Linked DNA regions of Mus musculus: all the other regions are linked to region 1. A link is a contact called in public Hi-C data. All regions are on one chromosome and are shown on one strand. Each heading gives the region's core, a stretch centred on a gene start, on an enhancer-like site or on the middle of the called end of the contact. The rest is flanking DNA. Distances are from core to core; before and after follow the strand shown. Region 1 overlaps 4930452A19Rik (RIKEN cDNA 4930452A19 gene). Region 2 has its middle 11 kb from the start of Pabpc6. Region 3 overlaps Gm34799 (a long non-coding RNA gene).

The links. A called contact is a pair of places that touch in the nucleus more often than the background predicts.
Region 2: a contact with region 1 is called in a Hi-C map of cerebral cortex, with 2.2 times the contacts expected there. The contact joins two enhancer-like sites. A contact is called at or near these places in 1 of 39 promoter capture datasets (hippocampal neurons) and 5 of 484 Hi-C or Micro-C datasets (cerebral cortex, frontal cortex, muscle stem cells and 2 more).
Region 3: a contact with region 1 is called in a Hi-C map of cerebral cortex, with 2.4 times the contacts expected there. The contact joins two enhancer-like sites. A contact is called at or near these places in 30 of 484 Hi-C or Micro-C datasets (the C2C12 cell line, Sertoli cells, bone marrow-derived macrophages and 16 more) and 11 of 115 datasets of contacts at active chromatin or transcription factors (bone marrow-derived macrophages, cardiomyocytes, differentiating embryonic stem cells and 8 more).

What each region holds. Positions count from the first base shown.
Region 1 is chr17:9,757,630-9,760,861 of GRCm38.p6, reverse strand. All of the region lies in intron 3 of 4930452A19Rik (RIKEN cDNA 4930452A19 gene), which reads left to right. Among named protein-coding and RNA genes, the nearest start is that of 4930452A19Rik, 17 kb to the left of the region's middle. Within about 2 kb of position 1,256, at least 47 of the 459 cell types and tissues checked have an H3K27ac peak or open chromatin away from gene starts, as enhancers often do. A contact at or near this core is called in cerebral cortex, cortical glia and stem cell-derived motor neurons, where this site is marked.
Region 2 is chr17:9,679,073-9,682,644 of GRCm38.p6, reverse strand. No RefSeq gene overlaps it. Among named protein-coding and RNA genes, the nearest start is that of Pabpc6, 11 kb to the right of the region's middle. Within about 2 kb of position 1,669, at least 38 of the 459 cell types and tissues checked have an H3K27ac peak or open chromatin away from gene starts, as enhancers often do. A contact at or near this core is called in cerebral cortex, where this site is marked.
Region 3 is chr17:9,883,361-9,886,748 of GRCm38.p6, reverse strand. The region is part of intron 1 of Gm34799 (a long non-coding RNA gene); the gene reads left to right. Among named protein-coding and RNA genes, the nearest start is that of Gm34799, 22 kb to the left of the region's middle. Within about 2 kb of position 1,343, at least 18 of the 459 cell types and tissues checked have an H3K27ac peak or open chromatin away from gene starts, as enhancers often do. A contact at or near this core is called in cerebral cortex, cortical glia and stem cell-derived motor neurons, where this site is marked.

The sequences.
Region 1 (3,232 bases), core at 7-2,506:
GCACACTCAAGACCAAAATAGCACTGAGGTTAAAAAAAAAAAAAAAGAGTAACCTTGGTTAAACAGTGTCGCTCCACGGCCCATGGCCATTAAGTACTAATGCACTGGAGATGCTATGGTAGAATATATGGGCCCCCTTTTGAATCATAGGACCTTAGGCAATAAGAGCATAAACATTTGTTGGCAAGCAGGGCAATGAAGCAGAATGCAGTTAGTTCAGATGCAGGCATGTTGATTTCCTGTGCTATGCTCAGCTGGACTCTGAGATCGTCAGTACTGTGAACTCAAACCTACATCCCCAGCCAGATTCCTACAGAGGGAGGGGACAGGAGGGACGGATGGCCAGCTTGCTTTGCTCCTGTGTGCTCAGTCTAATCTGTACATATGTGCAGATCCATATTTAGAATTTGTCTAGGCAGAGAGTGGTGAGCCATGGAAGCTTTTGCTTATCACTTGAAGGATGCTGGGGAGTTGTACGCCAAGCTTCTATCAGGAGCCCTATTCTCTTCCTCCTCACAAATCCACAAAGACAGAATCTGCTGATGTGGAAACGAAGGCTGTCTGTCTGTCAAGGACACGGGACATTTGTGTCCTTCGCCTACCAGTTTCTGTCATATTGGCAGGCAGATGTAAGGCTCATGTGGGGCCACGGTGGGTCAATAACGTCAATATGGTTTTGAGTTTACATTCAGCTTTTCTTTGACTAAAGAGAGAGCTTTTATGTATAATTAAGGCTTGGAAAATGGTGTCAGCACTTTTCCTTTGAGAAAAAAAATAAAAAGGGTGAGGGCAGCTGCTAGATGGGCTAAAGTCTGTGGTCTTTCTCTTCAGTATTGTGGCTGGTGGTAACTCCAGGCTGTGATGTTTGCTGCCCTGGAGACATGAAATGTCCTATGGGAATGACTGTAACCAAGAGTCCCTCCCCCATTCTGTGTAGCTGCTGCACCCCCCTCTCAGATGAGTCCAAAATTTTCAGAGACAGCCTAGTTATGGCTAAGGTTTCAAGCCCCAAGTCCTTCACTGCTCTGAACGCCACCCTGATGTGACCTGTCACCTCCATTCCAACACTCTGAGAATAGCCCGCCCTGGTTGCCTCTGTGTCCTTGATGCTCAGCCATGTGTGACTCTGGCTGCCCAGACCTGAGGCTGCGGGTCTCAGGAAGGGCCAGCATCCTCAGTGAGCACCTCTCTCCGTACCACACACATCGGATTGATTCCAGAGAGCCTCAGAGAGGGCTGTGTGCCTTTCAGTGTAACAAAATCACTGTGGTAGTGGTTCCCAAGTTCTTCCTCAGATCTGGTAACCCCCCCCCCCAACCCCAAGAGCCCTCCGATATCATTCCCCTGGCTCCCCCTAGTGGCCCAGGGGTCCCCAACCAGAACGTTTTTTATTACAGGGTTTTTTTTGTTTTTTGTTTTTTTTTGTTTTTTGAGATTATAATATAATTACATCATTTCTCACTTTTCTTGCCAAACCCTCCCACATACCCCTCCTTGGTTTATAAGTTCATCATCTGCCTAAGGAGATTTCTGATGAGCCTGTTTCTATACCACATGTGAGGGCAACTGGATCCACCCTGATTCTAAACCCAGAATGTGGGGTCCTGGGAACTCTGGTGTTTTTATGCTCCCATCTCTGAATGCTAGTCAAAATTTCTGCCAGGGACCTTAGGGGCCACTTACCTTTGAGGTTGGGTTGGGACATCTTGTCTTTTTGTTTGTTTTATTTTGAAGACAACATGAGCCGACTCTGGCCTGGACCTCATCCGGGAATGCAGATGGGGCTCAGCTTTAAATGATTGCCTGCCTTAGTTTCCCCAGTGATCAGTAGCAGCGTGAGCTATGGTGGCAGTCTACTTTAATGAGAAGTCCAAGAGTAGAAGGTGAGGGACCAACTATCTCTGATGCTATGTCTGGCACCAGTCCTAAGCCATCCAGGTTGCTGATTTCTAACAGCTGTGTTAGAAAAGTTCATGGACATCACTAACATTTCTCTCTTGTGTGTTTCAGCCACACAGTTCTCAAATATCCACAGACACCATAGCAGCCCAGGTGAGCCAAACTAAGCAGCCAGCATCACTGCCCTCATGTTGAGCCACAGGGGTTGGGTCCTCAGAGTGCTGCTGCCACTGCTGCGAATTTGTATATATTTTTAAAGAAAAGTAAGCAAGTTAAGTTTATTGCAAAGGAAGGCTATAGCTCTCTGCAGCAGAGGAAAGGGTCAGAAACTGGTTGCTCTGCGGGTAATTTTAATTTTTTTTTCTATTTAGTTGCTTTTTTTCTTACTAAAGAATAAGGGGTTTTCTGTTAGACATAACTTAAAGGATCTTTGTTAGGGAATAGGGTGAGGGTATGGGAAGGGGCAGTTTGGGGTGGGTAAGCATGGGACCTCTTGGTTCAGAGCCTGGCTCCACTGTTTTTACTGGACCATTGAATGAATGGTCCACAGCCAATACCCACCCATCTGTGCCTTCATCTTCGGGACTGGCCTAGGTAAAGCTGTAAGCCTCCCTTACTCCATGTAGACCATTCTTACTGGAAATGAGGCCAGGACACAAGTCTATACCTCTGACCTTTCATTTGGGCACATTAATGCTTCACAATTTTGACAAAGGGAAGTTAACTTGGGTTTGGAAAGTTAGGAAAAGGTGTTGCTGCCATGCAGATCCCTTGCTCAATGAGGGCCAGTGAATCCTTTGCCCACTGAGTGCCAGCTCTCTCTCTCTCTCTCTCTCTCTCTCTCTCTCTCTGAGTGTGTGCATGCGTTTGTGCGTGTGCGATAATGGCTGATGCAACTGTTGGAAACCAGAGGCTTAGCTCATGGGTGCTTCCATGGTTGGGTCAGGGTATGCTTTATTTGTAGAAGGCTGACTAAATCTTGACCCCAGCTATCTTGGCAAGCTGCAAGTGGCCATGTGAGAGATGAGCTTCAGGCTCAAGCCCAGCTCCTGGAAGACAGGTGTCTACAGAGAAGGATGGTACTACCCTCAGAGACTCCTGTAAGGAAAGCAGGCCTTTAATGATGTGGGGGAGCTGAACCCACGGAAGGGGTATCTAGGGAGATAGATGGTATGAACCAAAAGTAAGGAAACTGGCTGTGAGCTATTGGGTAGGAAACACACACACACACACACACACACACACACACACACACGAAAAGAACTGTGGGAAGCCTGTGCTCTCAGGGGACAGATGCTGTCCCTAGGGTCCTTCAGCTCAGGGACCACACTGA
Region 2 (3,572 bases), core at 420-2,919, 79 kb after region 1:
TAGCCTGTTTCCTCTGCCTTGTTCATCTACCATTCTCATAGAACCCAGGCCCACCTTCCTTGGGTTGGCATTGCCCACAGTGGGATAAGCCCTTATATATTAATTAGCAATTAAGAAAATGCCCCACAGGCCAATTTGACTGAAGCATTTCCCAAACTGAGTTTCTCTCTTCATAGATATATCTAGATTCATGTCAAGTTGTCAAAAGCTAACCAGCACACCTTCCCAGGTATCTAAGCAAACCTTTGTTTCAGCATTTCTTAGGGAGTTTATAACCTAGGTGGTGAAAGTATAAATACACTGAAGCCAAATAAGTGTTAGATTCACATGAGATGTCACACATGATGTATAGTTACGACCTAAGGGCATAATGTTGGTAGCCTGTTGAGATGGCCCAGTATCCTCCATGAAAACTTGAGAACTTGAATTCAATTCAAAGCCAACACTATGAAATCCAGGAGTGGTGGTACAAACTTGCAACCCCAGCATTGTAGAGGTAGAGAAAGGCCAAACCCTGAAGCTTCCTGGTTATCCAGGCTAGCCTATTCCACAAGCTACACACACACTCACTCACACACACACACACACACACACGCACACACGCACATGGAAGTGCACACCCAGTGAATTTTCTGTGATTTTTCTATAGTCACTGGCTTAGCTTTGATGGGTTATACTCAGTTGCCCAAGTCAACTTGTGCCCCAGCACCTACCCAGCTTACTCTACCTCATGCATCCTTCAAAACACAACACTCTGTGGTGACACTGACCTCTGAAACTGAAGCATGACAGTCAGTTTGTCTGGATTGCAAGACAGTATGGAGATTACCTGAAAAGGCCGGGGGGCCGGGGGGGGTGTTAGAAAGTTTGACTTGGATGTTTGTCTAGGTTTCTGAAGGCAATTAGACTTTGACAGTAGGCTCTCAGCCCTCAGACTGTAGAAGAAGAGTGAGGGTAATGTGAGAAGAAGCTAGAAAAGATAAGTCACCCACTTCAGTGTTTTGCAGAGATGATGATGGGAAAGCTGCCCACCTAGGAGTAATTTTCCATGCTGTAGGGGATGATGGAGATCCTTGGAGAACAGGCACAAGGAGACATAGAGCTGAGTCCTGGATCTTGAGAGGAGAAAAGAGCAAGCCATGGAGAAGGAGGAATGGAAGGGCATCTGCAGGTCTTAATGGCATAAGCTCATTGTTCAAAAGGATGGCAAATGCATGGAAATTGGCAGTGGTTTGGACCAAATGGTATAAAAATCAATACTTTTCATTAACAAAGTGCTTTGGAATTTGATTTGATCTTATTTGCAGGCAGTATCACTTTAAAGGAGATATTTATGCTCCTGAGTTCAGGTACAAAACCTAGCATTAATCAAAAAATATTAGCTCGTTATAATTTGTCTTTGCTTGAGCTGGTGGGACCGTTTGGAGAGATATGTCTATTAAAAAATCTATATTATTGAGAGAATAGGGGTTTGTAGGGTGAAATAAAAAAGTTCATTTGACGATGAAGTGGGTGGTCGATTCCCTTAACATTCTGAGAGCAAACACAGGCATCATTATGAATCATTCCAGCTGATGAGTCTAATTTCTTTCAGGAGCATTGTGGCAGACGCTCACATTTCAGTTCTCCACAGACAGATCAGTCTTTGTCACCCCCTCATACATATTCGAGCGTCTAGATGGGAGATGCAGCGTGCTGCACTGGCCTGAGGGAGAAGAACCCCTCTGAGTAAACTAGCAAAGCAGAACACTTGGCCACCAAAATAAAGTGCTTCCTAAGCACTGGTTTGCAAAAATGGCAGCGGCCACTGGTTACCCACAACCGTGTTATGTTAAAGCCAGACATTTGGATGATCCTGGCTTGGCTTCTCGGAGGACTGTTCTCTGCAGAAGTAGAGGTTTTAGTGTGGGTGTGGTGACATAAGCAGTGTAAAATGGAACTGATGGCAGTGACAATATCAGAAGCTTTTCCATCGTAGGAAAAGCTTTGTTGTTGAATGTGGTTGTGTTTTAGCCTTGGAGGAAACCACATGTATCCACATGAACATACATACATACATGCACATACATCATGCATGTGCACATGTATGCACACACACACACACACACACCCTCCCTGTGTGTATGCACACACACACACACACACACACACACACACACACACACACACACCCTCCCTGTGTGTATGCACACACACACACACACACACACACACACACACACCCTCCCTGTGTGTATGCACACACACACACACACACACACACACACACACCCTCCCTGTGTGTATGCACACACACACACACACACACACACACACACACCCTCCCTGTGTGTATGCACACACACACACATACACACACACACACACACCCTCCCTGTGTGTATGCACACACACACACACACACACACACACCCTCCCTGTGTGTATGCACACACACACACACACACACACACACACACACCCTCCCTGTGTGTATGCACATACACACACACACACATACACACACACACACACACCCTCCCTGTGTGTATGCACACACACACACACACACACACACACACACACACCCTCCCTGTGTGTATGCACACACACACACACACACACACACACACACACCCTCCCTGTGTGTATGCACACACACACTCACACACCCTCCCTGTGTGTATGCACACACACACACACACACACACACACACACACCCTCCCTGTGTGTATGCACACACACACTCCATGAGTCATAGCCACACACTCAGATGCTACAGTCCTAAGCTCAGCTCGTGAAATTTTGGTGTGAAAGGCGGTCACAACTACCTTAGAAAAATCTTTTCCCATATACAGTTACCAAACCCAGACACTACTGTGGATGCCAAGTGCTTGCTGACAGAAGCCTGATATAGTTGTCTCCTGCTCTGCCAGTGCCTGACAAGAACAGAAGTGGATGCTCACAGCCATCCACTGGACTGAGCACAGGGTCACCAATGGAGGAGCTAGAGAAGGACCCAAGGAGCTGAAGGGGTTTGCAGCCCCATAGGAGTAACAACAATATGAACCAACCATTACCTCCAGAGCTCCTGGGGACTAAACCACCAACCAATAATACACATGAAGGGACCCATGGCTCCAACTGCATATGCAGCAGAGGATGGCCTTGTGGGACATCAATGAGAGAAGAGGCCCTTGGTCTTATGAAAGCTTGATTCCCCAGTGTAGGGGAATGCCAGAACAGGAAAGCGAGAGTGGGTGGGTTAGTGAGCAGGGAGAGGGGGATGGGATAGGGAGTCTTCAAAGGGGAAACCAGGAAAGGGGATAAAATTTGAAATCTAAATAAAATATCTAATAAAAAATTTTAAAAAATCTGTAATTTCTTTTTCTGTGAAAATTCTATATAAGTGGAATAGATTATTTCTGTTTGCCTAGATCCTTGAAGAATTCAGGAGGCTTTAGCCATTGTGAACTCATTGTGTGCATGGTTTAGATTGATACTCATCCAAAGACTTTTGATAATGTGTCCATACTTCTGAAGGTAGCCATGACAGCTTATCACACATCAAGTAGCTTGGACAGTAGAACTT
Region 3 (3,388 bases), core at 94-2,593, 130 kb before region 1:
TTTGTGTTTTAAACACTGCACATGCCAGGAGTTGTTAATATTTTTCCATGTTCAAGTTGAGGGCTCTCTTCCTGAGTCTCAGGACAAGCATAGATCATTTTTATCACTGACCCAAGGGGGTACAAATTATTTTCAACTGAAAGGGTATCCAGGACTTCAAACTCCATGCTAACCCTTGAAGGGCATGGGGCGCAGATGGGAAGGGTGAGGCTGCCCAGTCTGTTGCCTGGAGATGTCTATGACGGGTAAATGAAATAAACATCTTTTGAATCTCCAGTCGCCAGAGGGGTCTATGTGACATCTCTGGGTGGCTTCACTGCCATGTGCGGCTGATTAGATATTAAGGTCAGGTGCTAAGAAATCAAGGTCGTGACACACTGCATTCTCCTCAGGCAGCTGGGTTCAGATAAGCTCTGTGGTGGGTGATGCCACCACACAGATAAGGTGACAGTTTTTAACAATCTTAAAATACTGTTAGAGCAAGGAAGGGCTCGATAAGATCACAGCATTCTGAAAGACTTGACTGAGATTTCTTTTGTCCTCCCTAGCTCTGCCATTCATACTGACCACACACACAGACAGAGACACACAATTTATACACACATACATATGGTACATATACACAATGCACACACACACATGCATATACACATATATACACACATACACACATATATACACACATACATACACATGCACACATATATATACATGCACACATACACACATACATGCATATACACATATACATGCATACACACATAAACATACATACACATACACAAATATGTATATGTACACACAGGCACATACACACAGACACACACATACATACACATACACACAAACATACACACACCCAATATACACATACATAACCATGTACACATACACACATGCACACATACACACATACATATACATACACATAGACATACACACACATACACACAATACACACAGACACCCATATACACACATGCAAACATACACATGTACACACATATACACACAGACATACATACACACATACATACACATGTACATATACACACACATACACACATATACACACATACACACACATACACACACACAACTGACACTTTCTGGGATAGGCTGTTACAGATTGGCTTTTGAATATGAATACAAGAAATGGCTTGTGATTCCTCCCCTCACCCCACAACTTCTCTGAGAGGCTTGATTTATGGCCTGGATTACTGGAAGTAGTAATTCTTCGCTCTTTATGATGTTTTGGTGGTAGGTGCACTAGCCCGCAGTCAGAATAGCATGATCTCAACTAGGGTTTTACAGAAAGGTCCCCGCAGAAAGGGTGGCTGCGAATTGGACGGCTTCTGTAATGGAGCGGTTAATAAGACACAAGCACATTAATCATGTGACAGCTATTGGCTTTAGCAGGGAAGGCTCCAGCTTTGAAAAACAGCAATTTCGGTAGAGACTGTTGAGAGAGGCTGGCTGAGCTTGCTGTTTTTAACACAGAGTCAACAGCTGACGTGCACTGGGGGCATTTGCAGGCTTCTTGTAATGTATCTGAGATTTTCAGTAAACCCAGTAAAAGAATCAGTCTCTGAGTTTTCATCCTCCTATCAATTGCCAGAGCCTGAACTGTACTGAGGAATAAACTAGTTACTTAGTAAGTCTTAAAAAACGATCAAGAAGGGATTCTTTTTTTTTTTTTTTTTTTCTGTTATCTGGGCAGAGCATGAACCTTCCTGCTTTATCTGGACATGGCTGAGAGAGATATGCAGTGGCCAAGGGGGGGAAACAGACATATTTGAAGAGAGTCAAGGATAATTGGCATCACCGAGTTAAAGGAGATTGTCCTATGTAAAAAATGCCATTTCAACATAGATTAGAATGGTCCATTAGACCATCAGAGACTTATATTATGAAGCATTTGAAGTAAAAAAATGGAAGAGAAATGAATTTTCATCTATTAGACAACAGTAATCTCCAAGATCATAGAAAAATCATGCAGTAGGGCCAAATCAACCTTTACTCTGAAAAAGAGGAAATTATGATTACTAGTAATGACAGTTTCTGAAGGCATTGAAATCCTGGCTGCTGGGACCAAAGCCAGAGCCAGAGCTTAGGACCCAGCTTTAGGATCTGAATCTCCCCAGCTGCTCAGCTCCCAGCAACTGACCTGTGTCTTCTTCTTGTGCCTCGATGTCCTTGTCATTTCATGATGCATAGTAACAGGTCCTAACTCAAATGACTGACAGGAGGGTTAAGTATCATTATGACATGTGCATTTATAAACAGACCGTAATGTTCATCACACAGAATAATAGCAGGAGGTAAACTTTACAATGCAGATGTTATCAGTGATGGTATGCTGATGAGAAGTTACGTAACTGTTATAGGTTTAGAATTCAAAGAAAGTGTTCATGATAAATACTGCTCTTAGGTTTTGTGCACTTGTGCACATCCTTCACAAAGTATATCTTTGAAAGGCTTAGACAACAATGTGTTTTATAGTTTCTCAGATCAGCACAGATTAATTGGTGAAGTCCACACAGGTTGGTGGCCACGCACGAGGTTTAGATACGTTGATGCAGATTAATGGAAGAATAAGTGTGTCCGTTTTGTAGAGCAGCTGGAAATCCCCTTCCCTGCTTTGTGGTCTGGCCCTCGACCAGTCAATTCCTCTCCTTTAAACTTATGTGAAATAAATAATCATTGATATCTAAAAAGACTTGTCTGGGCGTTAGAATCCATACTGCAATAAAAGTGTGCAAATTGTAGCTACAAGCCACCACAGATCGATTTCAGGATCATAAAATCTGGCAAGGGAAACCAAGTAGAGGAATCCATATTCTATAATGCAGATCACTGGGTGAGTTCATAGAGTCAGAAGCAGTCACAGTGAAACCCCGACATGTGAGCAGAAATGCCGTGTTGCCCCTGAAAAATGACAGCTGATGGGGAAGGAAGGACCAAAGGGTCTTCAAATGGGCAGAACTCTCTTCCTTCCTTCCTTCCTTCCTTCCTTCCTTCCTTCCTTTCTTCCTTCCTTCCTTCCTTCCTCCCTCCCTCCCTCCCTCCCTCCCTCCCTCCCTCCCTCTCTCTCTCTCTCTCTTTCTTTCTTTCTTTCTTTTCTTCAGAACTCAGTTTCTTTAAGCCTGTTGCTTTTCTTTGTATTGTGGACAGTGGGACACCTCTGTCCTGGTACACACCAGGCAGGCGGGCACTCTACCATTGAGCTGTATCGTACCCCAGCACTTGAGTCGTTTTTGGTCTATGGGGGTCATTAGCAGTCATGTATCTTGTTGTACTTTTAGGATATGTCCTATCTACATTCTTTTGTGTTTTTTTTTTTTTTTTGATTCACTGTTACAAGTTGTTTAATTTTAAATAACATTAT